Linked DNA regions of Mus musculus: regions 1, 2, 3, 5 and 6 are each linked to region 4. The links are chromatin contacts, called in public HiChIP or PLAC-seq and promoter capture Hi-C maps. All regions are on one chromosome and are shown on one strand. Each heading gives the region's core, a stretch centred on a gene start, on an enhancer-like site or on the middle of the called end of the contact. The rest is flanking DNA. Distances are from core to core; before and after follow the strand shown. Region 1 overlaps Smyd3 (SET and MYND domain containing 3). Region 2 overlaps Smyd3 (SET and MYND domain containing 3). Region 3 overlaps Smyd3 (SET and MYND domain containing 3). Region 4 holds the start of Kif26b (kinesin family member 26B). Region 5 overlaps Smyd3 (SET and MYND domain containing 3). Region 6 overlaps Smyd3 (SET and MYND domain containing 3).

Region 1 (4,073 bases), core at 1,414-3,913, 670 kb after region 4:
ATCAGGTGGTTTGATCCCAATGGCAGGAAAGGAATTTGGATTGCTGAATGGACATTCCTATGAACACATGATACATTGTGAATTTCTAAAGATAACTCAGTTCAATTTATCCCAGGTACAAACAGTCATTCAAACTGGACTACTGAAAGGCAGGGCTTGTATTCTCCAGCATCACAATTATAAATGGGTTAATTTTAAAAAGTTGACTGTGGATGTCCTAAAATGTTGAATTTTAACAACTGAGAGGCTTTAAGTATCTATCTATCATTTATGGATTTATTTTAATTATGTATGTGTATGTCTATGGGTTTGTGCATGTGAATGCAGTTTCTGCAGAGGCCAGGGGAGGGCATCAGATCTCCTGGAGATAAAGGCAGCTGTGAGTCTCCCAGTGGTGATAGAGAACTGAACTCAGCAAGCACAGCATACTCTCAACCACTGAGCCATCTCTCCAGCTCAGAAGAGCCATTTACAATTACCTTCTCAACAACCTGGACATAAACACCCAAAAACTGTCTTTTCATGTTTTACATCATTTTTCAAAAGTCATGCTTTACGAATGACATTGTATTCGCTCATTTAGTGTGGGTGTGCCTCGGTAGAGATCAGAGGACAACTTTGGGGACTTGGTTCTTTCCTTCCTTTGTGGGTCCTAAGGATCGGACTCAGGTCATCCTCAGCCTTGGCAGCAAGCGCTCTGACCTAATGAACTGCAGCGATATCCCCTCTGCAAATCATTTTCTACCCAACAGTGCAGCGGTAAATCTTGTGAGAGCTTGCCCTAAACTTCCAGTGCTTCTAAATAGACACAGACTGGAATAAGTGAATTTTCACAACCAAGAGGACTGCACGACATAAAAACCTCAGACCTGTCGGAGCTCAACTCCAAATTTACACACAAACATCCCTGAGCACCCGACAGACCTAACTTTAAAATCTTCACTGTCTGATGCCCTCTGTCATCTGTCCCACCAAGAGTACTTAACTCGCTGTAGGTATTTGTGCTCATTCATTAGCACCCTCGGAGAGGGCGGGGCACAACAGCATCTTCTTGAGGCACTGAGGCATGGCTTCCTGGGTCAGTAAGAAATAAATCTCTCCATATAACTGCCTGCTGGTTTATGTGCTGCTGTCTCCTGCTGGGGAAATGTTAAAATATTTAAGGTTTACTATCTGGTGTGATTGTGGCTTTATAATTAAAGTCTGGGATGGGAGGAGAGAGTGCAGGAGGATTCAGTAATTTATTTCAGCATGAATAGGCTTTCAACTAGTAAACTCTTAGACTCTGTAAAAGTTCTGCTGCATTAGGAGCTGGTGTAGACATTTACAGAGTCACTTTATATGAAGACAGTACAGTTTAGCTAGGAGTTGGAAAAGGAAGAGTGTCTTGTAGATGTCACGGAGATCCTAATTACCCCGGTGATAAAAGAAAAGGAACCCTGTTTTACTGCTAAAATGCAACAAATTCTAACGCAGTGGCGTACCTGCCTCTGCGCAGACCCACCCGTCTGATTTCATTCCTAATTAGAAGACTATTTGGGGCTGGAACTATCTGATTGGCAAGTGAGCGGGGCTTCTACTCATATTCACATTCCCTCTCCCAAACTCCCCTTAAACCCAATTTCTGGACTAGAAGATAAAAAGTTGACTTGTTGAGAGTGGAGTGTGTAAAGTGTGCCAGCTGGGGAAGCCATCTGGGTTTCATCACCTCCGGAGTCAAAGTTTGGAGCTTCCAACTCTGGTCTGAGAGTAGTTCTGTAGACTTGCACCTCCTGGTACAAACTCCTCCATCACCCAGTGCCTCCTGCATCCTTCTGCCTCGGGCTTTAGCAAGCAGGCAGAGCTCAGCACCAAAGCCTAAGTGATCCAAGGTATTTGCATGACACACATAACTGCATAAACAGCTTATTTATATCGACTGTAATGTTTTATTTGAATGCAGAGCAGACACATAGCAACAAACTGAGGGGAGCCGGATATCGGGTGCTTACATCCGGTTTGTGGCACATTCCCAGAAGAGGTCCAGCTCAGTCTTTGTCACCAGACAGGAAAGCCACAAGCAATTAGCAAGGCCACACACCCAGAACCAACTGGCCTGTGAGACTGAGAAAGGGCAGGCTGGAGCAACCACATCTTTGAGCAAAAAGACCCTGTAGGAGTTCCCTAAGCATGAATCTGCGATTTACCACCCTCCGGCCACTGGAAACCTAAACCAACCCGGTATGCGTGATTGTTTAGGAGAGCAATTAAGCTAAACCTTTCTCAGTTAATTAAATGATTTTCATCTGGAGGTGTGGTTAGAGGAAGGAGTCTCCTGCACACTAGTATCTGAAAGAAGTGTTTAGTGTGGGGAAAAATGAGTTCCAGATGACTCTGTTTATGTCTTGTGTTTAAATTCAGACTATCAAGTCTAGACATTGGAAATTAAACTGTAGGTCAGCAAAAAAGAGAGCACCCAGGCAGTACAAAGCTGCCATTTACAGCTGCCCTTAGTGAAAGGGTACAAGGCAGCCTCCTCAATCGAAGGAAGGGCTAAAACTTCCTACAAAAGAAAATCCCAGTTATATAATCAGAAATAACAATGTAGGACTAAGTGCTTCAGCCTGAACCGCCTGATGACCTTTACCATGTTGGGAGGTGGAGCTGATGGGAAAGGAGCCAGCAGGGATGCAGGAAGTGCAAAGACACCAAAGTCAAGGTCAGTGTGCCATCATGCAGTCCTCAGCCAGCCCCCAGGCAGTACATGGTGGGCAGTATGTGCCTGAAGGCAGGGATGGCGATGTGCTGCACAGCATGTTACTCTTATACCAATAAGAACCACAGTCGGGGAGCCGGGCGTGGTAGCACACGCCTTTAATCCCAGCACTCGGGAGGCAGAGGCAGGTGGATTTCTGAGTTCGAGACCAGCTTGGTCTACAGAGTGAGTTCCAGGACAGCCAGGGCTATAAAGAGAAACCCTGTCTCAAAAAACCAAAAAAAAAAAAAAAAAAAAAAAAAAGAATCACAGTAGGGAGATGGCTGAAGCTCAAAGACAGAGCTCATCATTCACACACCAGGCCCTGGCTTCCATCCCCAGAACCAGAAATAATGATAATGGTGGTGGTGGTGGTGGTGATGGTGATAAGGAAGGGAGGGAAGGAGGGACGGACAGACAGACAGACAGAAAGAGCAAAGAAACAAACTGAGAGTTTACCAACTATGACTTTTCATGGTAAGGAAAGACTCTTGCCACACACCTTCAGTTTGTCCTTAATATTTAACTCATTTATGTAAGACAAAACATCTGATACTTCTGTTAATTCAACAAACACACACACACACACACACACACACACAGCAGGCCTGCCTGCAGATGTTAGTCTGCTAACCCCAAATGCATTGGTTTTTGCCAATGAATCACTGCTAAGCAGAGAAGGCCAACATCAGAAATTAAGTATAGATAAGTGCCTAAAAAGAATATTACTTACGTATTTATATAATACTTATAAGACCAAATTAAGGAATGCAATACCAAATTGGGGGGAGGGGGTGGGGATCTAGTGTAAAAGGAAAAAGGTTATTTTATTTAGTTGGAGTTCTAGGGAGTAAACCTAAGGTCTCAGCTTGTTAGGCATGCTCTCTACCACACTGGGCTATCCCCCACCAAACCTACTCCCGTGCCAGCCTCAGCCCCAGCCCAATACTGGGCTATCTCCCAAGCCCACCACTGAGCTATCCGCCCCCTCAAATTCCACAGTCCAACACTGGGCTACCCCACTCCACAAGGCTCTCCAAGGTATCTATAGCCAAGCCCTCTGTGGTCTCCTCTGTTCAAGAATTCAAAGAGAGAGAATTGTGTTTAAATTCTCCCCAAAGGAGAGGCAGCCCTGTCTCACTACCCCATCTACAAGGTGAGGCTGAAGTGCCCTGGGGATCAAATGAGGCAGAGAGTGATTTTACTCCTCACAGAATGCTCAGGTGAGCAGGTCCCAGCACTGAAGATAGTCACACCCTCTATATCCTCACTGTGTGTTGCCTCCATAGGGGAAAGAAGTGAATCTCCAAGGCCCTTCCCGTTTTCTTCATGCCCACCA
Region 2 (4,333 bases), core at 1,597-4,096, 530 kb after region 4:
CTGGTTTTGTGTGTCAACTTGACACAAGCTGGAGTTATTATAGGGAAAGGAGCCTCCCTTGAGAAAAATGCCTCCATGAGATCCAGCTGTAAGGCATTTTCTCAATTAGTGATCAAGGAAGGAGGGCCCATTGTGGGTGGTGCCATCCCTGGGCTGGTAGTCTTGGATTCTACAAGAAAGTAAGCTGAGCAAACCAGGGGAAGCAAGCCAATAAGTAACATCCCTCCATGGCCTCTGCATCAGCTCCTGCTTCCTGACCTGCTTGAGCTCCTGTCCTGACTTCCTTTGGTGATGAACAGCAGTGTGGAAGTGTAAGCTGAATAAACCCTTTCCTCTTCAACTTGCTTCTTGGTCATGATGTTTTGTGCAAGAATACAAACCCTGATTAAGACAGTGCCCTGTATCACCTCTGTGCCCTGTATCACCTCTGTGCCCTGCATCACCTCTGTGCCCTGCATTACCTATGTGCCCTGCATCACCTATGTGCCCTGCATCACCTTTGTGCCCTGCATCACCTATGTGCTCTGCATCATCTATGTGCCCTGCATCACCTATGTGTCTGGCCTGTCTTTCAATCTGGTGCCTACTTTTCCAAACAGAGCCTCCTACCTGCAGACCTACAGGAGTGGGGCAACACTACTGATCATCCCTCTGCCTCTATCGCCCCCCCTCACTGTGTTGGCGTCTTCCCATTGTCCCTTTAGTTCCTGGCCCTTTCTGCACTCCACCAGGGTGTTAATGACTGCCCTGTGGATCAGCTTGACCATGGAGCCCTGGAAGCCACTCTTCACAGTTCCTATAGCAACACACTGTCAGTTAACAACATGTGGGCGCAACGGATGAACAAGGAGAGTGATGGTAACTTTTATGACCCATGGCTAAGAGTATTAGAAGAACAAAATCAATGACTTAATTTAACAACATTGAGAGTAACAACCAAGGAAACTGAATGTTGAGGGTTTTTTTTTTCTTCTACAATACTTTTGCCTTGACTCATTTCTGATATTATACCACTGTAACAATGTTGGAGAAGGATATGTTCCCACTGCAGTGTGGTATTTGCCACATACCCAGATACTGGCCACAATTTAAAACACAAAATCCCGCACTGGCTCAGGATCCATATTCTCAAACAACAGCAGCAAGGGCTAGCTGGGAAGTGGGGTCAGTGAACTTCCCTGGCTTCTACTTAAACATCATCCGAAGTCACTTCAAGTTCTCTTGCCCAAAGTTCCCCAGCCTCTTCTCCCTGGATGGATTAAGGTCACACACACCCCTGCTACAAAGATGGTAAACTGATACCCCAGAGTTGGTTTCTTGAATGTAAAAACAGATGATTCTACAAAAATCTTACAACCACAAAAAAAAAAAAAAAAAAAAAAAAAGATGCCAGTCAACACAGCTGGATTCAACTAGCCAGAGGCTTCCTCTGGTTTCAAAGTAGACACGGTGCCTTTCAGGGGCCAGTAGTCACCAGGAATGAGAGAGCCAAGTTTCCTCAATAGGGTAGGGTCCTGGCACAGGTGGCTGGACACATCCTTGGGAAGTGGCTGCTGGCAACATCCGATGAAGCATTAGAGGTACCAATCCGGGTTTACCTTGCAACAGGAAGCCACAGACAACTCTACTTGCTAGGTTTGCAAGCGCTTGATGTTGGAACTCTTGTGCTAGCTTAATTTCAGATGGTTCTCATTAAAATGGAGAAAGAGAAGGGCGATCTGCCTTCCTGTGTTTCCTGTTATCCGATCCCCACGTAAACTCTAATTAGATTGATCAGAGAGGAGGAGGAGGATAGGATCGGAACGGAATTAAGGAACACTTATAAACTTCCCTAGTGAGGCAACAATTCCAGTGTGTTAAAAGGAAGAAGGGGTACTCTGTTACTTTATATTAAAAAGAAAGTAGCATACGGTTCAAATAGCATGCCTGTCCTCTGGAGAGGGGCAGGGAGCCCTGAAATAAAACCCAGGATGGGAACAGTCTAATCTTCAGTGTCTTTGACTGCAGTACTTTGGTTCATGGATAACATACTGGGACTAATAGATTAGCTCACAGGCTCATTCAAGAACCTTTATGATTAACAGGAAACATCAACTGGAACCAATTTCCACTTCCTTTGGCAAAAATACCTGAAAGCAGTCCAGGTTTAACTTAGGGGGAGAAAACGGTTCTTTCATAACATGGGAAAAAAGGCTGAAACCAGAGCATTCACCATTGTATGAACCCCACGGCAGCCAATGGGCACAGTGGGCACGAAGGGGTGTGGAGGGAAAGGCAAGAATGCTTGCTACTTAAGACAGAATCAAACTGCTGTGTGCCCCGATCAGGCATTAGGGAGCAAAGGTGTGTCTGCTTTTCACTCTGGCACAAACCGGCTTTGTAGAAACTACACAGTTTTACAAGGCAATGTCCGTGCAACCCATCTCAGGTTCAAGGTTAAATTTCCAGTGACGGAGAAGTTCCAGGAGGAAGGGGACGTTCACGTCACAGCGAAGCTCCTGCAACCACCAAAGCCATTTACACTGGCAACACCCGCATCTACAAAAGTTGGGGCTTTCTGAGAGCTGAGCCACACCAGTGGAGCCTGCTGACGATCCGTTTTTACAGGCAGCATTCTGCAGGGAACAGGCATGATGGACCAACATGCAGAGGCAGTTAAACATTCTGGGAGGATATTTAAGGGAGCACCTCTTTGCATCTTCCCCATGCTGCAGAGTCAAGCGCCTGAGAACGCACAGTGGGGATCATACAAAGCGTGAGGCTACTGGCTTGGCTCGCAAAGGCACATTCAAACGAATTCTTTTCACATTTGTGGAGAAACTATCCAACGGATGGCTTGTGCGGCTGTAAATGCATGTGACTCAGGCCGAGTTCTGCCAGTCTCCTTTTGTAAACACCACGAGGTGGGAGGTTTGAGACTCTGGGAAAAATGCAAAGATTTTTACAGGAAAACTGTCCTAATGCAGGCAGCCATGAAGATAAAGTACACCCCGCCCCCTGCGTGCCCCAAATTTCAGGACAGGTTTTATTTTAATGGAGACTGAAACCACAGCTCTCTGCTCCTTAATCTTTTTTATGTCCCTTACTGGGAGCAGCTGCTTTCACTCACCTCTACATACAGACAGGAAATTGCTTCAAACTACAACAGAACAGATTTAAGGGGCAACATCCTGATGGTGAAGGTTAGGATGGGCTAGATGCAGGCGTTCCAAAGACATTTCAAAATAGGATGAGGGCTGGCTGTGTGCTAGAGCCCTCGCCAGGCCATTGGCTTGATCCCCAGCACTGAATTGATCACTGGACAATTTTAGGTCGCAGGCTCGAGGCATTGTGTGGCAGAAACCACGAAAGCAGCATCAAGGAGTTGGGACTCAGCTCCCAGCTCTGCTGTTGGCCAGTCAGTTGCAAGACTCAGAGCTAGACCCAGTGCCTCGGTGAAAACTCGATTATGGTTACCATGGAGATGGAAACTAATCGTTCCAGTCCATTGGTCACATAGGTGTCTGCGGTGCCTGAGGACAGTTCTTAGACTCAGAGAGTAGAGACTTTGAGCATGTGTGGTCCTGCAAATTGCAAGCCCCTTCCTTCCTTCTTTCTTCCCCTTCTTCCTTCTATTTTAAGCTGAGTTTTCTCCAGCACCACCCCAGCCAGAACAGAGAGAGTATGTGGCACAGAACAAAGACTGTACTCAACATGGCACCGCCTGTTGCCAAGCCCAGACTTGGACCAAGGGTATTTAATTTGTGTGCTTCCCCTGACATCCATGATTGTAACGGTCAGTAGGGGTGATAGCCAAAACCCAGGCAGCTTATGGCATTTGTTTATCTCCTAAGACAAGCACATCAGATTACTTAACCTGTAATCCCCAAACAAGTGGTGAGTTTGGCTGGGGCCCACACTTGCAATTTCAGATAACCAGTCAGTCCTGTGACACAAGTGTAGAGACACTTTTAAAGAAGGTCAGCGCTGGGGTAACCAAAGAAAATTATGTCATTAGGGAATCAGAAGCCACGCCTTAATATCTGTTAGTGCAACTTCTGGTAGCACACTAATCTATCTTTCTCTCTTTTATTTTTCAGAGCTTGGATGCACAAATCCACAAGAACTTCCTTATGCTTAATGAGGCCACATCGGACTCCTCTGACCTCGTGCCAAATGAACAAAAAGCTCAAGAAGACTATGTCACAGTTTGAGGGGTACAACATCAAAACTTTGCTTAAAAGTAGAGGAGGTCTATCTTGTCTTTCAATAAGTATGCAGACACATACTTCCGGAGTCTGGTGCTCCTGAGGGGTGCAGGGGTCACTGCAGAAGGCCATCACTCCCAGGCTAT
Region 3 (4,180 bases), core at 832-3,331, 580 kb after region 4:
AAACTCAGTTTCTTGGGAGGCTAAAGCAGAATGGTGATCTTGGAGACAAGCAAAGCAAGGGTGAGGCCCATCTTGGTGATCAGCAAGATCTGATACAAAAATTTAAAATATCTGAAAGGAATCGGGGGTATTGCTCAGTGTTAGAAAGAATGCTTTCTTAGAATGTATGAGGCCCTGGGTTCAAGCCTCAGTGGACAGAACAAATTGTCACTGCCTTCTTTCCTTCCCCCCTTTCATTTTATTCCCCTACCTTCCTAGACTAAATACCCACTCAGCAACCTACACAGGCAAGATTCTCAGCTGCTGTTTAAGAAAAATATCCCATGCCAACTGCATAGTGCCCAATAGACTAGATCCAGGTCACCAGAGTGGCTAAGACAGTCGGAGAAAGCTCAGTAAGAAGGGGCACTAAGGGAGAGAGCCCGGAGGCTGGCGTCGTAAGCAATGGAAAATGCCGTAAACACTCAGACAGATGACTTTGACCTTCTAACCGTCAAGGTCACGACATCCAAAGTCACCAGAAATGACAATAAAAAAAGTAAAAAGAGCAGGGGCACCAGGTTCTGCCCCAGCCAGTAAGTGAAATTTCCCATCTTCACCTTGACTAAAAAAGATGCACAAGTCTCTGAACTGTGCCCTGTTCCCCACGTCACAGAAAGTGGAAAGGTCAAGTATGATGCCGATGACTGTTTTCCACAGGAAGGGCCGAGCAGGTGCAAGAGTGATCTGAAGAGGAGAGCAGAGACACCCTTGGGCATGTCAGGTCCCTACTTGTCCTGGGCATGCTCCTTGGGACTTGTTCACCCCGAGCCCATGCCAGTGACCCACTGTTCACTGGAGCAAAGGGCTCCCTAAAACTGAAGCACACTGTTTGAGAGTAGAACATCTGTCATGTCTGCCACTAACACCATGATGCCGGTCACATTCGGATTTCTCCTGGCCACCAGGAGGTGCCACTCAGGATTTCCACAAACCCAAGGCAAAGAACTCAACACTTTCCTAAGGTGGCTGACGTGCTGCCATACGCTGGCTGAGAAAACTCAATTCTGTAGGACTCCTAGGGAGAGGACCAGGTGAGGGAAGGTTTGGGGCTTAGGACCATTTGCAACAGGGATTTGCTTATTCATTTATTAAAGGCCCATGATACGCCTAGAGCAATTATAGGCACTAAGGAGGAGAGAAGATTTTCCTCCTTTACCATTTTGCTTTATTCCATTCTCCAAGTAGGCTCAGTAAGATTGGGAAGCGTGTTACATTTCTCTCTGATTTTGACAGGTTTTAGCCTTCCTCAGCCAAAGATGATTTTCTAGCTATTGGTCATATTTCCTTGTCAGTGACTCTGTCATAATACAAACAGCAATAATTTGGGAAGACAGTCTAATCTGTCGGATCAATTTAGAAACACAAGAGTCTACAGCTCTTCAATGACCCTGGGACGTACTCGGCCTACGTTCGCTCAGACCATCCACATGCTGGGTTGCTGGGGGCTATGAAGGCCAGCTGGGAGGCATGGAGGGGGGGGTATGGGAGGAGAGGGGGCTGGGAGGATGGATGGGTCCATGTGGGAATGGCCACAGATACCGAAGCTAACTAACTCAGCTGCCATTCCTAAATTAGTGCCACGGGGAGAAAGATATTCCCTCCTGGAGAGGGCAGGGAAGATTAATCAGCCACAAAAGAACAAGTAGCTGAAGGAAGAAAGAGAAAATGAGGTCGACACTTGTTTTGTGAGCATTGGTGTCTGTGGCCATTCCCACACGGACCCATCCATCCTCGCAGCCCACTTGCCTCTCCCCTCCCCTCCAACAAACCCTACCTACCGCTTTCTCTCGTTTCACAGATGCCTTCCGCCACCCGCTACGACACATTTAAAATCATGGGGGAATAAGGCTTTTCACGTGGGGACAAGTATGCTCGATTGCTCACGTGCCTGCATTTATAAACCAATTCATTTTGAATAGGAAAGGCTCAGAAATAAAAGGCCGGCATTGAGCAGAAAGCTATAGACCAGAGGTATTGTGAGGATTAATTGAGAAGACAGAAAGAGGCCTTGGAATGAGTCCCGACACCCAGGGACCAAAGCAAACGGCAGCAGCTTGTACAATAGCCCATTAATTAGAAGACATCCTTAGCTAGAACGGCACAATATGCTAAGTTCGCTGAGAAAAATCATTAACAACTGAACTCTTCCAGGCCACCAGTTGTCAAACAGATTCCAACGCACAAAATCCTCTGTTAGTGCTGGGCAGTACCACTAGAGAGGCCTCTAGGCTTCTGGAGGAAACTAAGTAGAAATGTATACAGCTATGTCTGTCACTACAGCCACTTGAGGTCAAGTTTCTAACCATCTCTCTCTCCCCTGGAGTCACTCACTAAAAGGCTGGGCAGTTTTGGCCCCCTCCTTGGACCTCTGCTCCACCAAAGTTAAATAAATAAATAAATAAATAAATAAATAAATAAATAAATAAAGCAAGCAAGCAAGCAAGCAAGCAAGCAAGCAAGCAAGCAAGCAAGCAAAAAAAAAAAAGCAAAAACTAGTGCCTGGCCATTATGGAACAGACTAACATAAGTCACTCAAATCCCAAACCTGTATAAAATTACAGCGCTTCTGCCAAGCCAGAGGGACTTGCCAAATGTGGCTGCACTCCAGAGTAACTCAATGCTCTGCAGCTCCAGGCATCCGCCTTCCATAGTGAGTTAAGCGGTGCCATTTCCTTTGGAGCTGAATTTAAACGAGTTATCTTAAAGTCCAAGTTTGCGTTGCTTTTCTACCCATTGCATAGCTAAGTAATCAAGTGAGGCATTTGGGGGGCGGGGGTTCGAATGGGCAGAGGTTCAGAGGACGGATTTCACGGTCATTCATCATTAGCCTGACAAATGGAAGAGCCAGGTAAAGACCTTTCTGGAATTAGGTGGCTATTTGTTACAGAGTGTGCTGGCCATCAAAGTCACACAGCTGGAGAAGGAAATACAAAAACATTTTCTGAAACCTGGGTGGTGCTCCTCTGCAGAACGCTTACCTAGCACGTGTGTGAGATCTCAGACTTAAACACAGCCACAGAAAAGGGTATTCACAAAAACTTTATAGAAACAGAGACACACAGCAGTAGATAGGGTCACATCATTTCTACTTCCTCCCGGTGATCTGGGGGTAATTAAAACACCAGGCAGTCCTTGGCGCCCAGGGACCAGCTGCACTTGCTGGTTGTACAGACCTGAGTGCCTTATCTAGCCAATGCTCAGGTTCCTGTGCTGCAGGCATTAAAAATATATATATATATTTGACAAGTATTTACAATTCCTAGCTCCTAAGCCTGCATGTGCTGCCTGTGGTCTGACCTTTGCAATTCCCTCTTTCCCTTTGTTCTCTCCTATTTAGTTACTCTCAGTGTTGCCTCCAATGAGAAGTCCAAGCTTCCTATGTAAACCAGCCACCCGACTGTTCAGCGTCACCGAGAAAAGAGCAAAGCTTTCCGTGACTTGAGCTAAATTCACTTAGTTATTTTTAACGAAAAACATCTCGAATGATCCTCTTTCCCTCCAGCTTTGTTTTGCAACGCACGCTCTCCTGATTTTCCTCTCACATCTGGACAAAACAGAACATACAGAAAGAATTAGGCTTGATAATTACAGCAAACATAGGTGAATTTACAGACTCGAGGCTTCTAACCTCTCGGCAGTCAAAGGCAACGTGAAAAGGGCAAAGGTCCAGAATCAATACTGCTTCTGAGAAAAAGGTACCAATGACAGGAAAAGACGTGTGGGGTCACAAAAATAAAACAGAAGTAAGTAGGACTTTGTATAACCTGTATTTTAATATGGCTAGAGGTGGGAGATCATTGGAAACCCCATTTGAGGGGAAAAATAAGCCAAAGCATTATCAATAGAAGGCAAGTCTAAAAAAGGAGAATGTGAAGACCAATGGGGACGTGAGCAAAGAGAGAAAGAGAAGCAGGCATGAAGAGAAGGATCAAGGGAAGAAATGAGACCAGAAGCCATAAGGATACCTGTCAATGTACATCTGTGCTGATGCAAAGAGAAAAGATGGACAAGAACAGGAAATTACATAATAATACAGTGACGGATGGAGCTGCCAGACGATAGTGCAGCTCACTGTCATCGTAACTGCAGTAAACAGGAAAGCTGGCTGTCAGAAGCAAACAAAGGCGGAGCCTGCCAA
Region 4 (4,556 bases), core at 633-3,132:
ACTCTCTTGAGGAGCCGCCATCTATAAAATTTCACCAACAGAGGGCGCTCCGAGCCCATCAAACGCCGGGGACCGAAGATATTTTGAGATGCACATCAGATCTCAGGGCTCATCATTCTTCAGGACGAATCGTGCAGCTCCGCAATGGCTCTCCCTTCGACACCCCACCTTTCCCACTTCGGGCTTCACGGGCTCGTCCATTTCACCTGGCCACATGCTGCTTTGAGGCTGATAAGCCGCGCGTAGCTAATGGCGACGATATTTTCCGCGGCACCTAGGCAGAATACAGATGCGGCTGCAGTTGGGCTGCCTGGAGGCTACCAGTCCCCCTAAGGTCTTCGGCAGATATGATCGCGTTGAAATTGGAAGTAGGAACGTAATGGAAACTTCCACAGTGTTCTCAACATCTTCATTTTGACCTTCTCGCCTCGCTTTAGAGGCTATGAAATATCCGGGGTGCACCAGCTGCAGAGGGCGCTGGGCGGGGATGGCGATGCCCGGGAGGCGCCGAAGGTTCACACAGGAAGACAGGAGGGGGGGGCGTTGCCCCGGGTTCTAGCACCCCAATTGTTGTATTCTGCCCCCTCCTTTCTCTTGCATATGTTGAAGGAAGACAGCGACTAGGGAAGCCCGAAATGTCCTCCTGCCCCCGCCTAGCCCCAGGCCAGGTCTTTCCGGGGTACCCAGATGCCATTACACCACACGTGATCTCCGCGCCCGGCTGGTCCCGCAGGAGGCGTCTCGTGGGGTGTTAATTAAAGGTCACAACAAAATAGACCTGCCGGCTCACCAGAAGAAATGTCCTCCCGGGAAATGAAAAATGACACCCCGGAGCAGCCACGTGTGGAGCCCGGCGTACGCCGGCTTCCTGCGCTCCTGGGCGCTGCGCCGGGCGGGGGACGGGAATCAGACAGCGGGCGACAGCTGGGTGCTCTGGAGATCCCACAGGTCCGGGTGCTGGCAGGCAACCGTGCAAAGGGGCAAGGGGACGATCCCAGTCCCCGAGGTCGATCAGCTCGCGCCACACCCCCTCTCCAGGCCCGCGCAGTCCTTCCGCGCGCGTTCGGCGCGACCAATCCCTCAGTTTCCCCAGCCTGGCAGCTACAGGCTGGGTCTCGGGCTCACCTGTGCAGGTCTCGGGAGGTTTTCCCTTCATTAACAGGGGCTTGGGCCCGTGGGCGGGCGCGGGAAGGGGGGCTCAAGGCTCCCGGTGCTCAAATCGGGGTCCAGGGGAGGAGGGTCCCCTGGCCCGCTGGGGCTAGGAGGGCGAATCAAGACAAGGTTTGCCAGGCAGGTCTGGGAGAACAAAGGGCGGGGGGGTTGGTCCCGGCCTGTTTGCGGACTTGTTTGTGACTCAATCCGTTTGCACGGCTTTTCAAAGGCAGACCTGCACGCCTTGCCAGGAAGAGACCAGCTCTCGGGGAGGGGGGCGGGGAGGCCTGGGTGCTGCGTTTCAGCGCAGCTCGGCCGACTCCGAGCTACAGGCTCGCGCGCTGGATAGCACCGGAGCCCGGGGCTGTGGGCCCCTCGCCAGCAACTTCCCCGCCCGGAGCCAGATTTACGACCCCACCCCCGCCCCGGCTGCGCCTGGCGATGCCAGGCCCAAGCGCCGCGCCGTAAATGGATCGCGGCAGGCGAGGCGGCGGCGGCGGCCCGGCGGGCTCCGAGGCGGCGGGGCTGAGGTTCCCTAGGCTCCGCGCTGCTCCCGGACGGACACACGCGTCCTGACCGCGGGCTGCTCTCCGGCCGCGTACAGCCGCCCTCTCCTTGCCCTGCGCGCAACTGTCAGGAGAAAACGGGACGGCGCATATTGGCTCGGCGACACGCCGTGGCTCCTCCCCGAGTCTGGATCCTTATATTTTGGGAGAATTTCTTTGAACTCAGTTAGCGAGCTCGGGGAAGGAGGCAAGTTCCCACCGCCGGCTCGGCTCGGCGAGGGCTCGCCCACCTTCCCTGCAGCCTCCCTGCGTCCTCGCCGCCGTCCTCCTCCGTTTCGGCCCCGCTAGAGGAGAACGCGCGCTGGCCGGGTGGAGGAAAATGCTAGCGATCTGGATGTGACCGCGAAGAGAGGACGCGTGGCTGGAGGAGGCAGAGAGATGAGAAGACCCATTATTTGAGAACCACCAGCCGTTCCAACCTTTCCTGCAAATTGGTGCTATTACTTCTGGGGTCCATTTGCTTTCATTCTTCCCAACCCCCCATTAAGAAATCTTGACTTGAGGACCAACCCCTACCACGAGGGGGGACGCGTCTGGGTTGGCAGACCTTTTGGATGTAGCCTTGTGGGAACATTTAGACCCTTTCCTCTGGAAGAGCCACCATGAATTCGGTAGCCGGAAATAAAGAGAGGCTTGCGGTCTCCACCAGGGGCAAGAAATACGGGGTAAGTTGTGGCGGTGTCCACGAGGAGATGCGTTTCCAGGGACTCATCTGAGTGGGTGTCCTCTGCTTCCCGGGAGCCGGCGGCGGATGCAGGGTCCCCAGCTCTCGGGTGCACCGGCGTCCCCACGGCCGGCGGGGTCGTGCGTGCATGGAGGCGGGTCTGCAGCTCGCCTGGCTACGGGAATGTCTTCAGCCCTTGGTTCCTCCCTTTCCTCACACCCTTAACTTTTGCAGTATTTCGGGACTTGCAGACAGAGTTAAGCCGAGGGGGAGCATTTCCCAGGAATTCCTCTGCTCTTCCCTCGGATCGCTGCCCTGGAGCGGGGAGCCCGTTTGCTTTACCTGCAGGACCTGGGGTGGGGGCTGTTCCCCGAATGAGTAAACATCCAGAAGTCACAGTCACCCACCCTGCGATAGGGTGTTCTAGGACTGTGTACCTAGGCCCTTGCTGGGGTGGGTACCGGGTTTGAAAGAGTAGGGCGCTGGATTTCTGGGTGTTCTCGCAGAAGCTGCAGGATATCCACACCCCGCAAGCTCTTGTGCTGACCCCAGGAGGAATGGAGGGGGACCTGCGTGCGGGTCACTCTGGCGAGGGTGGGTGGGACAGGACTTCCTTAAGGATTGGTCACTTGAAGGATGGAGATAGATGGAGGGCAGGTTTGCATCAGTGCGGGCAGGACGGCGACCCCCCCCCCCCACCAGCCCTCCGCCGCACGGGGGACTGATGGCTCTACAGGGCCTGACGCCGCGCGTCTCTCCGGCAGGTGAACGAAATGTGCTCGCCCACCAAGCCCTCAGCGCCCTGCTCTCCTGAGAGCTGGTACCGCAAGGCTTACGAGGAGTCGCGCGCCGGCAGCCGGCCCACCCCGGAGGGAGCAGGCTCTGCGCTGGGCTCATCGGGCACCCCGTCCCCGGGCTCGGGCACCTCGTCCCCGAGCTCCTTCACCGGCTCTCCGGGACCTGCATCTCCGGGCATTGGTACCAGCTCGCCCGGCTCTCTGGGCGGCTCACCCGGCTTCGGCACCGGCTCCCCTGGCTCGGGCAGCGGCGGCGGCTCCTCCCCCGGCTCCGACCGCGGCGTCTGGTGCGAGAACTGTAACGCCCGCTTGGTGGAGCTGAAGAGGCAGGCTCTCAAGCTGCTGCTGCCGGGACCCCTCCCGGGAAAGGTGAGCTACTGCGGGGTGCTCTGCGGGAAGATGCGCCCCACCTTAGGATGCTGCCTCGAGGCGCCCGGGTGTAAGGCCCCTAGCTGAGCACCCGGCTTCGCGGCGCCAGGGGATGCCCCCAGTGGGTTAGCCATACAGGTTCTCCCTACCCTGTCTGCAGCAGCATGCCAAAGGGGGCACTAACAGCCAGCTGCTGCGAGTTCCAGGTTCCAATGGCTTATTTGTGGCTCTACCTTCCCTGCATCACAGAAACATATTTTCCAAAGCCAGCATTTCTCTCTTAACACTCCATGTGTCTAAGTGAGGAAGATTAAGAGGTGGCCCGCTGTAAGAGCTGAGCTACATCCTGACCTGCTCCTGGGCTTATTTAATAAGCACATTGGTTCCTCCATAGCAACCCCGTCTGCGTGGTTTGACCGGCCTGGAGCCCCCAGAGCGGAACACAATGCAGTTGTATTTGCACAGTTGGGTCCAAGTACTATCACATGATAATATTTACTCATCCACTTCAAAGAGTTTTTATCAGTGGTTCGAGAAAAACATCAAGAAAACCGCATTACTGGGGGGGAGGTTGCTGACACTGCTCAATGACATTTTCTGGTTTATTTTTTTGTGACTTTTGAAATGAAATATTGTGATTCCGAATAGCAGGGCTTAGGAGTAGCCACATCTGCTTGCCTCTTCTGCTTATCCATGCACACACATGGATGTTTTGTATACCAGGCTTCAATTACACAGACAGCCATAGACTGCTGTAAAATTTAAAACGGGAAAAGTCGCTCCCGGGAGAATTGGTTTTATAAATCTAGAACTTAATCTCGAGAATAATTAACTCTGGGTTATTGTCAATTTGGCATTTTTGTCGTTCCTTCATTAATCTTCCAGGACACCGCAAGAGTAAATCTCAGGGCCAGGATCCTCTCTCAGCCTTACACTGTCTTGATTTAACACCTTTCCCCAAACACAGACCTAGTTTCTTTTTTTCCATTAATATTACTTGATTTCCCA
Region 5 (4,414 bases), core at 174-2,673, 640 kb after region 4:
ACTCCCTTCTCTGTTCTCTGTACACACAGAGACATGCATAACAACCTATCTCTCTCTCTCTCTCTCTCTCTCTCTCTCTCTCTCCTCCCCCCTTCCATTCCCCCCAACATAAATACACGATGAATCATGTAATAGCTAGCTTCAAGAATAAATCTTGAACCTCTCTGACTACCAGGTCACTGTCCAGTATACATAATTGACAGATGGTCCTGTTTAAGCTCATCAATTCTGCAGTAGGATACAAAAGTCCTCACTCTGATGTTAACAGGGTAAATATACTTTTGTTTTAGTGACCCAGATCTGGCCATGTTGATGCCATGTTGATCTCTTCTATACCTTTGCTTCTGAGGAGCATACACTTTCAGAAGGGCCTCCTCCTCAGAAGCCTGACAGCCACATCTCCCTGTCAGCTGCTACTCCTGACCTGAGGTAAATGGAAAGGAAAAGGGTCCTGACCACTCAGCACAGGTCCCAGATTGCCTCCTGGTGCACTCACTAAATGAGCCTTTTGCCGACTCCTGCAGCAGGACAGGTTGTTGCTTCCTGAGGTGAGCTACTGAAAGACAGATGCATGTGAGTCACATTAATTGGAACCTCTTGTCACAGGACAACAGTGTTTCCATTTCTCTGCGGGAGCCTGTTTGCTGCTGTTCATGGGATCTGGCATGTGTGGGGACCTCAACTATGGCTGCCTATCCCCCCACCCCCCATCTACTTTCTTTGCCTACTTTCCTACTGCAAGCAATTTTAATTGAAAATTGTGTGCAACATCCACATTCAGTTTCTTCCACTTCTGGCAAATCTTGCCCAGAAGAGGAAAGAAAGACAGAGGAGACAGATTTGAGGAGTGCACATTTGTTCCTGTACTTTGCTCTTCAGATTGTCCAAATGTTTGCTTATTGATGATATACAACTTGCTCTATATAAAAATAAATATTCAAGAGACAGCATGAACAGCTAAGGGGAGTGTGCATTGTAAGCAGAGACAAGCATTCTGCTCCATCAGGCCCCTAGGTACGCACAACTGTGTTAGCTGGGCCTGCAGTGGAACTGTATCTACGAATACGCAGCATTACTGGTTTCCAGAAGGTTGGGGAACACAGAGATTCAAGAGGCAGGATGGAGATGAACATGGGGTTGGGGGGGCGGGGGCATGGGCAGATGGGTCACAGCTTGCACGTTGAAGCCACCTGGGCCATCGCACTATGCTGGCTCTGCAAACAGCCTTGCCGATTTCTTTCGAGAAAGCATTATCCAAGAAGCATCTCAATTAGAGGTTTCAGTGTAAAGCTACACAAGGCTGGATACAAACGGGGGCCAGGTTTCCTTTACTTCTCAAATAAGAATGAAAAGGATGAGCCAGGCATGGCTGCGCACACTTTTGATCCCAGCACTCGAGGGGTAGAGATCTCTGAGTTCCAGGGCAGCCTGGTCTACCAAGCAAGTTCCAGGAGAGCTGGGGCCACAGTGAGAAACCTGGCCACAGGAAACAAAGCAAAAAAAGAAAGGAAAAGGGGAAAGAAGGAAAAAAAAAAGAAGGAGAAAAAAAGGAGGATCGTTTTTTAGTGGTTTCTATATCCAGAGACAATATTACTTTTCTTGTGGTTTTTTTTACATCCTGCATTGACAAGAAAACACACTTAGGTGTTCTTCCCTTTCCTTTTACACAAGTAACCATGGTAATGTGGCACATGTGAATGTCTGCACTCTTATCAAAGCAGCTTAGTGTCAACTTTGCACAGTGTCATACAGTTCCCAGAAGCGGTTACGACAGCTTGAGTACTGATGGACTTTCAGATACTATCTCAGCGCTTTTCCTATTGCAAAGTAAGGTGTGGTTGATACCACATACATCTGCCACATTGTGTATTTGATAAATGACTATAGGAAATATTCATCTATGCATAACTGCTGAGTCAAAGAGCATTTACATCTGCAGCTGGAGAAATAATCTTTCTCTCTCTGTTTCTGTCATGTCTCTGGGTTTTGTTTGTTTGTTTGTTTTGTTTGTCTGTCTGTCTGTTTTGGTTTTTCGAGACAGGGTTTCTCTGTGTAGCCCTGGCTGTCCTGGAACTTACTTTGTAGACCAGACTGGCCTCAAACTCAGAGATCCGCCTGTGTCTGCCTCCCGAGTGCTGGGATTAAAGGCTTGCGCCACCAGCCCAGTTTTTTTTTGTTTGTTTTTGTTTGTTTGTTTGTTTTTCTGTCGTGTCTGTGTGTGTGTCTGTCTGTCTGTCTGTCTATCTGTCTGTCTCCCCCCCCCCCAATTTACCTTTTCTGAATAATACTTGTTTCTCTGGCACAGTTTACTACCAAGCCTTTTGTCCTTTACCGAGCCCACCAGTAAAACTTCAGAATTCAGTAGAGCTTTGTTCTTCTGTACATTTGTTATAAATGGACTTCCAGATCCTGTTGCCTGGTTCCTTGGAGGCTGACCCTCAGGACAACATAACATGGCTTCTGTGTCTGGGAGCTCCGGTATGTGGCCTCGGGTATTTCTTGCCCACTCAGATTGTTTCCATTTCTACTGTTCAAGTGGCTCCATGGCTCCGAGATCACAGGTCCTATCCTCCCCTGTCTCAGCTCCCACTAGTCCAGCGCCTGATCCTCTACTTGGGTTTCAGACCCAAAAACTGTAGCGGGCTCCTGCTCTGTTGGTTTCTGGTGATCACACTAGTCTGTCTTCGACCTTCGTGCACAGCTCTAGATTTGAATCATTTGGGGGAAATGTGAGCTGTGTTTTTGTCTGACAGAGACAACATACCCTCCCGCAGTCTACTTTTCTACTGGGCTATTTTCCGTTACATTTTCAGCTCACAGAGGGAAGAGGTCAACACTCGAAGGCTCGAAGACTGTGATGTCCCAGAAGGCTGTGATGTCACGGGGCTTATTACGCAATCTTTTTTTAGAATTATTTCAATATACTGAAATTTGTCTACTATCTATAGCTTTTGGTTTTATAACACATTTAGAAAGAGAACAAAGAGTCTGCAAAAGCACAATAAATTCAAGGGAGGGAAAATACACCTGGAACTGAATCCACTCTCCCAGGATGCTCAGCGGGACACTACCCAGCCTCCTAGGACTGAGTGGAACTTTCCTGTCAGGTGAAGTCTTTCATGGAAAGAGGACAATGCATAAGATAAAGCAAGTGCCTGGCTGAAGCAGAAGTTCCTATCCCTACGAAACCAAGGATCCCCTACACCTCAAAAGACAACTCCCTACATGAGTACACACGAGTACAAGGGACCTTAAAAGTTAATAAGACATTTGACATTGACATTGACAAATCATATCCAGGTCTGAACTCCTAGAATGTTCGATAATTCTATCCCCCTTTCCCGGCAGCTTGCCACCACCAGCAGCTGGAGGGCTCCTGCAGCTCTCACCAAGGGATGTGCAGGGTTTTCACTCCAGACCTAAATATGCTGCCTGCGGGGTTTTGCTCCAGAATATCAAGGCTCTTAGCTTAAGTTTGTGATTGTCTTCACAAGCTAAAACGCAAATACCTTTGTGAATATTGTACTAGGTAGAAATAGATGAAAAGTAAAATATTATCAATATCTATTATTTACAGAGAAAGTCAAGACTTTCTCTCTCTAAAAAAAAAAAAAATGGGAATCCAAAAGTCTCCCTCTGAGGTTCTGTATTTGACATCATAAGGAGAGGCACGGACAGGTGAAGGACAAAATACAGACAGGGGCAATCTAGAGGCTTTAGCCTGGCTTTACAGTCTAAGAAATACAAATAGAAAAAGGTAACAGCAATCCCAGGTTCCTTGCTTGAGTTATTTGTTGGTTGCAGTACTTTACTCTCATAGATATGCATACGTAGACGGATATTTATTCCTCTCTTCATTCAGATGTAAATGTGTGTATTCAGATGTAAGCCCACTAAGTCCCATATACTGCCTACAAAATTCAGAATAGAAAACAGATATTTACCAAAGCCAACACACAAAGTTAAAGTAGCCATGCTATATATTTTTCCATCGTGACCACAACACTCAGTGGGAGAAACTTAAAGGACAGAAGGTTAATTTTGGCTCACAGTTTTAGAGTCTGTCCTAGAGGACAGACTTAGTCCATGGCTATGGGAGTGTACTCTAGAGGCCGCTTGCATCATGGCAGAATAGGATGCACAGGAGGCCCAAATCAGTGAGCAAGCTATGCCCACAGCACTCCTGTGGCTAGTGACCTATCAGCTAGGTCCCTCAAAATAGCACCAGCAAGGGAACCAGCATTCAAAATATGATCTGTGGGAGGTGTCTCAGGTTCAAGTCAATAGACTCTGAGGAAAAAGGCAATGCTTATTAGTAAGTACTTCATCTGGGATGAACTGAGGCAGCCTCTGGCATGTGACCATAAATCACTGCTATGCCTGTATCCCTCACACTGATACTGATATAAAGTCA
Region 6 (4,409 bases), core at 348-2,847, 510 kb after region 4:
ACAAAGTGACCTTGTGGTGGGTAGGGTAAAATTTGGGGATGATAGCTACCCAAATTTAAAATGAGCATGACTTGAAATAGAGCAGGCAAGCAGTTGGGAGTTTGTACTGATATGCCATGAGGATCAGACCACATCAGCACACGAAGAGGAATCAAATGGTTTGATCTGAACCGTAGCATGGTTTGACACAGTGAACAGATTGGAAATCAAACTACGGCACGATTCTGGGATAGCACCATGTATATCTGTTGAGAGAATGAGGTATGTTTTGCCTCGGACATTTTGCCTCAGACATTTTGCCTTGTGGAAGACTTAATAAAAAAAAAAAAAAAAAAGGTCTGTAGTAAATTGCACCATAAAGTTAAGTGAGATCTATTGGGTAAAAATAAGTGAGTTGCAAAGCAGGGGGTTGAAAACAGTGGGCTCGACAAAGATGGGATCTGGACACACTGTCCTCCAAGGTCAGCAGTTGAAGCTTACCCAAGGTTACGGTGACAAAGTGCTCAGTCGAGGCTTGACCTCAATCCGGGCACGACAAATAGCACATTGACATTGTCAAATTATTCCTGCAGATGGTAATCCAGTCACAGATCAGTAACCCAGGCCTCCCTAACTGTCCGTGTCCTTGGCTAAACGGCAGCAAAGGCTGGCCTAGAGCAGCCACAGGCCACTGTGTAGGTGACTGACAGCACATGAAAGCCATCGCCACCTGCCATTCCCTTCCTGTTCCGAGGTTGACAGGGGCTCATGGGGCATCTCACCCATTGGTCTGTGCTCCCCATATCGCTGTCCTGAGCTAAAAGGGAAAGGGCAAAGTGTGTTCCTTGAGTCTCTTAACTGTGTGGGTTCTAGACTGCTCATCAAGTTGGCTCTACAGTCCCTCTGATGGCAAATGGCACGAGTCCTACTCAGTGGAAGTGGGCCAGGGCAGCGTGCTGCAGAGCAAGCCCTAGGGAGAAGAGAATGAAACAGGCTTGAAAACCTGTCTCTGTGTACGAGGACAAAACACACATTTACCGGGAGAACGTGATTGGCCAATGCCACGAAAACGTAATTGAAAGTTTCTCACACACGAGGGAATATGCTGTGGAGGACGTGGCCTCATCTATGCAGAAAGTTTCTGTTTGACGTGAGTGCTCGCTGGTTGAACTGCCAGCTAAGTGGGGCTGGGTCAGTGCTGTGCAGAAGTCTCTGCACATGTACAAAAGAGGATTAAAATGCAATCAGAACTTTGAGAGCTTACTGGTGGGGCAATCTAAAGGGCCATTTCCAGTTGGCCTTGGCAGGGTAGACTGGATGGCAAAGTGAAGGAAAAGATAAGGCAAGAATCTGCTTCAAAAGCCAGCCAGACAAGGATGGGGGACTGTGCTGCCACAGAGCCCTTGGAGAAAGGCAGAATTTCTCAGTCTGCAGCTCCTGGCCTGGGTCCATCCATTCACTGTGCTGCATGTGTTCTGGGCTCCCGAGGCCAGGCCCCAGCCTTCAGAGACTGCGCCAACCATCACAGACTGCTTGCCACGTCAACGCTCAGTGCGGCTCTGAGAGAGCGGCCTTATCTCTCTGTATTTGATTCATTCTTCCAGAAAACCCACAAGATTCCTCACCCCTAACAGACATTCCACTGCTCATGGGAAAGTCTCTGGTCTCAGCCCTCCAGGCAGCATCTTACACGTTAGATTAGAGCTGACTCACAGACAGCTCCAAAGCTGTTCACCACAAGGGAACAAAAGCAGCCAGCTGCCAAAGTCTGGAAACACCCATGGGTCTGGAGCCGCTTGGCTGGCTTGTGGGTCTCTGACACCTACCTGTTTACAGGGGCCTTGGCTATCTTCAGGTTCTTCTCAGCCCAGATCTGACTGCTGGCCTAGGGTCACACAGGATGGATATCTCTCTTGATAGTGACAGCCTGGATCCTAAACCTACTTCTATTCTTGACATGCAGATTGAGGTAATTTCCCCTCCCTGCTGTCTGTCACCCGAGGCTCCCCTCCAGGGAGGACAGGCAGTGCCCCACCTGCTTCACTTAGAACCACTCCCTGTACCTGTTGTCCCATGTCCCAGAGGTCTAGGTCTGGATTCTCCCCGTGCCTCACCCTCTTTGGCTAGGCCATGTATGTATCATCTGTAGAATGGGGAAGACTACACCCAGGAAAGGTGTCCTGCTCTGCAGACACGGCCCCCTTTATATCCCATGTAGCCACTGTCTTCATTGTGGTGACCTGCCCTGTGCTGGGCACTGAGTAACTCGGCTCTCAGATTATTCATCTGCCCTGCATCCTCACCGCTGGCTTGTTCTCAACCTCGATTTCTCTTCTTTGTCCAGGGAAAACTGTTGCTGTACTGCCCAGACCTTTAGCACTTGACTTCAGCCTCCCTTTCCTCTCGGAGCTCTTCCACATTACAAGACCACCTAGCACATACACACCTGGAGGAGCTGAGCATAGGCAGGAAAAAATAAGTCTCCATCAGCTATGGTGGCATATTCTTGTAGCCCAGGCTAGGAAAGAGGGCAGAGGGAGGAGAATCACAAGTTGGAGGCTAGCCTGGGCCATAAAGCTAGGTCCTGCCTTCAAACACATGCACATGTATACACATACACCATGCTATGTACATATGCACACATGTGTGCATGCACAACACATAATGTAATGAATCACTCGTAGTTCACCAATAGTTTCTTCTCTGATCCAATGACTCACTGGAGAAGAATAGCCTCCGATTCTCTTACCTGGTCACAAGATGGCTACAAGGGCCAACAGTGTGCACACAATCACTGACAAATGTGAATTCTGACAGAGGAGACCCACCACCACTGTTAGCCTAAGAGCATCAGATCTATCACCCTCACCTGCATAGTCGATCCAAAGAGAGGACTGAGCCATGTGCTCCTCTTTGGCCCCTCCCTGTTTGTCCTTACACTGCAAGCCACATACAGTATTATAATCACCCATTCTCACACAGCAACAGTATTTAACTCATTTCAGAACAAGCAGAGGTCAAGGATCCTGGAAACAGCTTTACCAGTGACTGTCGGATATGTGAAGAAACGGGAATGAATGAGAGAAGGTTTGGTTTTGTATGCTAACTGCTGGTAGGAATGCTTGATGGGACAGCAGTCTTATATCAGTCAGAACAGCGGCCATCCCATCCCAAGCCCACAGTGGAGGCAGCTGAGTCCCAGCCCTGCCCTGCCCTGCCCAGCACTCACCGGTACGGCTCCATGGTGCGCATGGCGTAGAACAACGCCTCCTCCAGCATCCCCAGGTTGATGCAGGCATCCATGGCACAGTCGAGCACCTTCAGCTGGTAGATGTTGATGTCGGGAAGCCGGTTGGAATTGCTGTTTATGATCGCCTGGCACAGCGCCAGAACCTGCTCCCACTCTGTTATTAACTTAGTTAAGGCCTCATTGTCTTCATCAAGAAAACACAGAAGTGAACAGAGCCGTCTAAAGCATGAAGAGTTTCCAGGCATGGGAGGGGGGAGGCTCCCATTATTTTGCACAGAAGGGCAGCCTGGAAAACGTACTTGAGAGACAAAAACCCATTCAAGTGACATCTTAGCAAAATAAATTCTGTTTAACCAACAAACGAGTCTCTAACCCGGCCTGTACTTTAGCAGAATTAAAATTCCCAAAGAAACAAACAATCCCTCTTCACCCTTGTATATCTTTCCTTTCAACTTAGTTGAGAAATGAGCAAAGGTGTTTATTAAACTGGACTGGAGTTTTTAGTTCAGCTTCCAATTGTTTACTGTGGAATTATTTCTGTTTAAAAGAATCCCTTGGGAGAAAGGGGAAGCATGCACTTGCTTCTGACTCATCCGAGTCCCGGACATGCATGCAACCCAACCTACACCAGTGCACAGGCCTGCGGCTGGTGCAGCTGTCTGAAGAAACACATTTGTTTGTTATAAAACAAGGCGAGCCAAACCTATACTTAACTGAATACATGTATTCTTACTTGAAACCCAAACACTGAAAGAAAATATTAAAGTCTGGGTGTGATGGTGCACGCCTTTAATCCCAGCACTTGGTAGGCAGGGGTAGTTGGTCGTTCTAGGCCAGTGTGGCCTACAGTGTGAGTTCTAGGACAGCTAGGACTACGTAGAGAGACAGACAGACAGACAGAAAGAGCGGAGGGAGGGAGGGAGGGAGGGAGGGAGGGAGGGAGGAAGGGAGGACTTCAGGGACAAAGATGGAGAAGAGCCTGAGGAAAAAGAGATCCAGTGACAGGCCCAAATTGGTACCCATCTCAAGGGGAGGCCCCAAAGCCTGACATGACTACTGATGCTATGATGTACTTACAGACAGGAATCTAGCATGGCTGCCCTCTGAGAGGCCCTACCAACAGCTAACTGAGACAAAAGCAGATACTTATACCCAACCAATGGACAGAAGCCGGGGACCC

Evidence for each region. Promoter capture Hi-C pulls out the DNA fragments that hold promoters and counts their contacts. HiChIP or PLAC-seq counts read pairs in DNA pulled down with a chosen protein or histone mark.
Region 1: a promoter capture Hi-C map of embryonic stem cells shows a contact between it and region 4, with 7 times the contacts expected there. The contact joins the enhancer-like site here to the promoter of Kif26b in region 4. A contact is called at or near these places in 6 of 39 promoter capture datasets (the 3T3-L1 cell line, embryonic stem cells, frontonasal cranial neural crest and 1 more), 4 of 484 Hi-C or Micro-C datasets (bone marrow-derived macrophages, embryonic stem cells, nephron progenitors and 1 more), 16 of 115 datasets of contacts at active chromatin or transcription factors (craniofacial prominence, embryonic basal ganglia, embryonic forebrain and 10 more) and 3 of 9 other capture datasets (adipose tissue, embryonic stem cells and pancreatic islet).
Region 2: an H3K4me3 HiChIP or PLAC-seq map of embryonic limb bud shows a contact between it and region 4, with 11 times the contacts expected there. The contact joins the enhancer-like site here to the promoter of Kif26b in region 4. A contact is called at or near these places in 12 of 39 promoter capture datasets (the 3T3-L1 cell line, 3T3-L1-derived adipocytes, the C10 cell line and 8 more), 2 of 15 datasets of contacts at CTCF or cohesin (the NIH/3T3 cell line and pro-B cells), 17 of 484 Hi-C or Micro-C datasets (the C2C12 cell line, the HL-1 cell line, adipose-derived mesenchymal stem cells and 10 more), 22 of 115 datasets of contacts at active chromatin or transcription factors (VIP interneurons, cardiomyocytes, craniofacial prominence and 14 more) and 2 of 9 other capture datasets (embryonic stem cells and liver).
Region 3: an H3K4me3 HiChIP or PLAC-seq map of embryonic basal ganglia shows a contact between it and region 4, with 4 times the contacts expected there. The contact joins the enhancer-like site here to the promoter of Kif26b in region 4. A contact is called at or near these places in 8 of 39 promoter capture datasets (the 3T3-L1 cell line, the C10 cell line, HPC-7-derived erythroid cells and 4 more), 2 of 15 datasets of contacts at CTCF or cohesin (the NIH/3T3 cell line and large pre-B cells), 2 of 484 Hi-C or Micro-C datasets (bone marrow-derived macrophages and olfactory sensory neurons), 20 of 115 datasets of contacts at active chromatin or transcription factors (the NIH/3T3 cell line, SST interneurons, craniofacial prominence and 14 more) and 3 of 9 other capture datasets (adipose tissue, embryonic stem cells and pancreatic islet).
Region 5: an H3K27ac HiChIP or PLAC-seq map of regulatory T cell precursor shows a contact between it and region 4, with 7 times the contacts expected there. The contact joins the enhancer-like site here to the promoter of Kif26b in region 4. A contact is called at or near these places in 11 of 39 promoter capture datasets (3T3-L1-derived adipocytes, the C10 cell line, HPC-7-derived erythroid cells and 7 more), 5 of 484 Hi-C or Micro-C datasets (bone marrow-derived macrophages, cerebellar granule neurons, cochlea and 2 more), 19 of 115 datasets of contacts at active chromatin or transcription factors (SST interneurons, VIP interneurons, craniofacial prominence and 13 more) and 1 of 9 other capture datasets (embryonic stem cells).
Region 6: an HNF4G HiChIP or PLAC-seq map of pancreatic cancer cells shows a contact between it and region 4. The contact joins the enhancer-like site here to the promoter of Kif26b in region 4. A contact is called at or near these places in 8 of 39 promoter capture datasets (the 3T3-L1 cell line, 3T3-L1-derived adipocytes, cancer-associated fibroblasts and 4 more), 3 of 15 datasets of contacts at CTCF or cohesin (the NIH/3T3 cell line, pro-B cells and stem cell-derived epiblast-like cells), 12 of 484 Hi-C or Micro-C datasets (the C2C12 cell line, Sertoli cells, adipose-derived mesenchymal stem cells and 6 more), 23 of 115 datasets of contacts at active chromatin or transcription factors (the NIH/3T3 cell line, SST interneurons, acute myeloid leukemia and 14 more) and 3 of 9 other capture datasets (embryonic stem cells, liver and pancreatic islet).

Annotation. Positions count from the first base shown.
Region 1 is chr1:179,196,273-179,200,345 of GRCm38.p6, forward strand. All of the region lies in intron 5 of Smyd3 (SET and MYND domain containing 3), which reads right to left. Among named protein-coding and RNA genes, the nearest start is that of Gm31349, 130 kb to the right of the region's middle. Within about 2 kb of position 2,664, at least 47 of the 459 cell types and tissues checked have an H3K27ac peak or open chromatin away from gene starts, as enhancers often do. A contact at or near this core is called in craniofacial prominence, embryonic limb bud, embryonic stem cells and 2 more, where this site is marked.
Region 2 is chr1:179,057,360-179,061,692 of GRCm38.p6, forward strand. All of the region lies in intron 8 of Smyd3 (SET and MYND domain containing 3), which reads right to left. Among named protein-coding and RNA genes, the nearest start is that of Gm31349, 270 kb to the right of the region's middle. Within about 2 kb of position 2,847, at least 88 of the 459 cell types and tissues checked have an H3K27ac peak or open chromatin away from gene starts, as enhancers often do. A contact at or near this core is called in the C2C12 cell line, the NIH/3T3 cell line, VIP interneurons and 8 more, where this site is marked.
Region 3 is chr1:179,104,775-179,108,954 of GRCm38.p6, forward strand. The region is part of intron 5 of Smyd3 (SET and MYND domain containing 3); the gene reads right to left. Among named protein-coding and RNA genes, the nearest start is that of Gm31349, 220 kb to the right of the region's middle. Within about 2 kb of position 2,082, at least 21 of the 459 cell types and tissues checked have an H3K27ac peak or open chromatin away from gene starts, as enhancers often do. A contact at or near this core is called in embryonic basal ganglia, where this site is marked.
Region 4 is chr1:178,527,243-178,531,798 of GRCm38.p6, forward strand. It overlaps Kif26b (kinesin family member 26B), which reads left to right and starts at 1,883. Exons shown (of 15, transcript NM_001161665.1): 1 at 1,883-2,383; 2 at 3,147-3,548. The coding sequence starts at 2,321.
Region 5 is chr1:179,168,173-179,172,586 of GRCm38.p6, forward strand. All of the region lies in intron 5 of Smyd3 (SET and MYND domain containing 3), which reads right to left. Among named protein-coding and RNA genes, the nearest start is that of Gm31349, 160 kb to the right of the region's middle. Within about 2 kb of position 1,424, at least 33 of the 459 cell types and tissues checked have an H3K27ac peak or open chromatin away from gene starts, as enhancers often do. A contact at or near this core is called in regulatory T cell precursor, where this site is marked.
Region 6 is chr1:179,040,529-179,044,937 of GRCm38.p6, forward strand. Smyd3 (SET and MYND domain containing 3) reads right to left here. Exons shown (of 12, transcript NM_027188.4): 10 at 3,209-3,383. Among named protein-coding and RNA genes, the nearest start is that of Gm46249, 270 kb to the left of the region's middle. Within about 2 kb of position 1,598, at least 134 of the 459 cell types and tissues checked have an H3K27ac peak or open chromatin away from gene starts, as enhancers often do. A contact at or near this core is called in the C2C12 cell line, the NIH/3T3 cell line, Sertoli cells and 8 more, where this site is marked.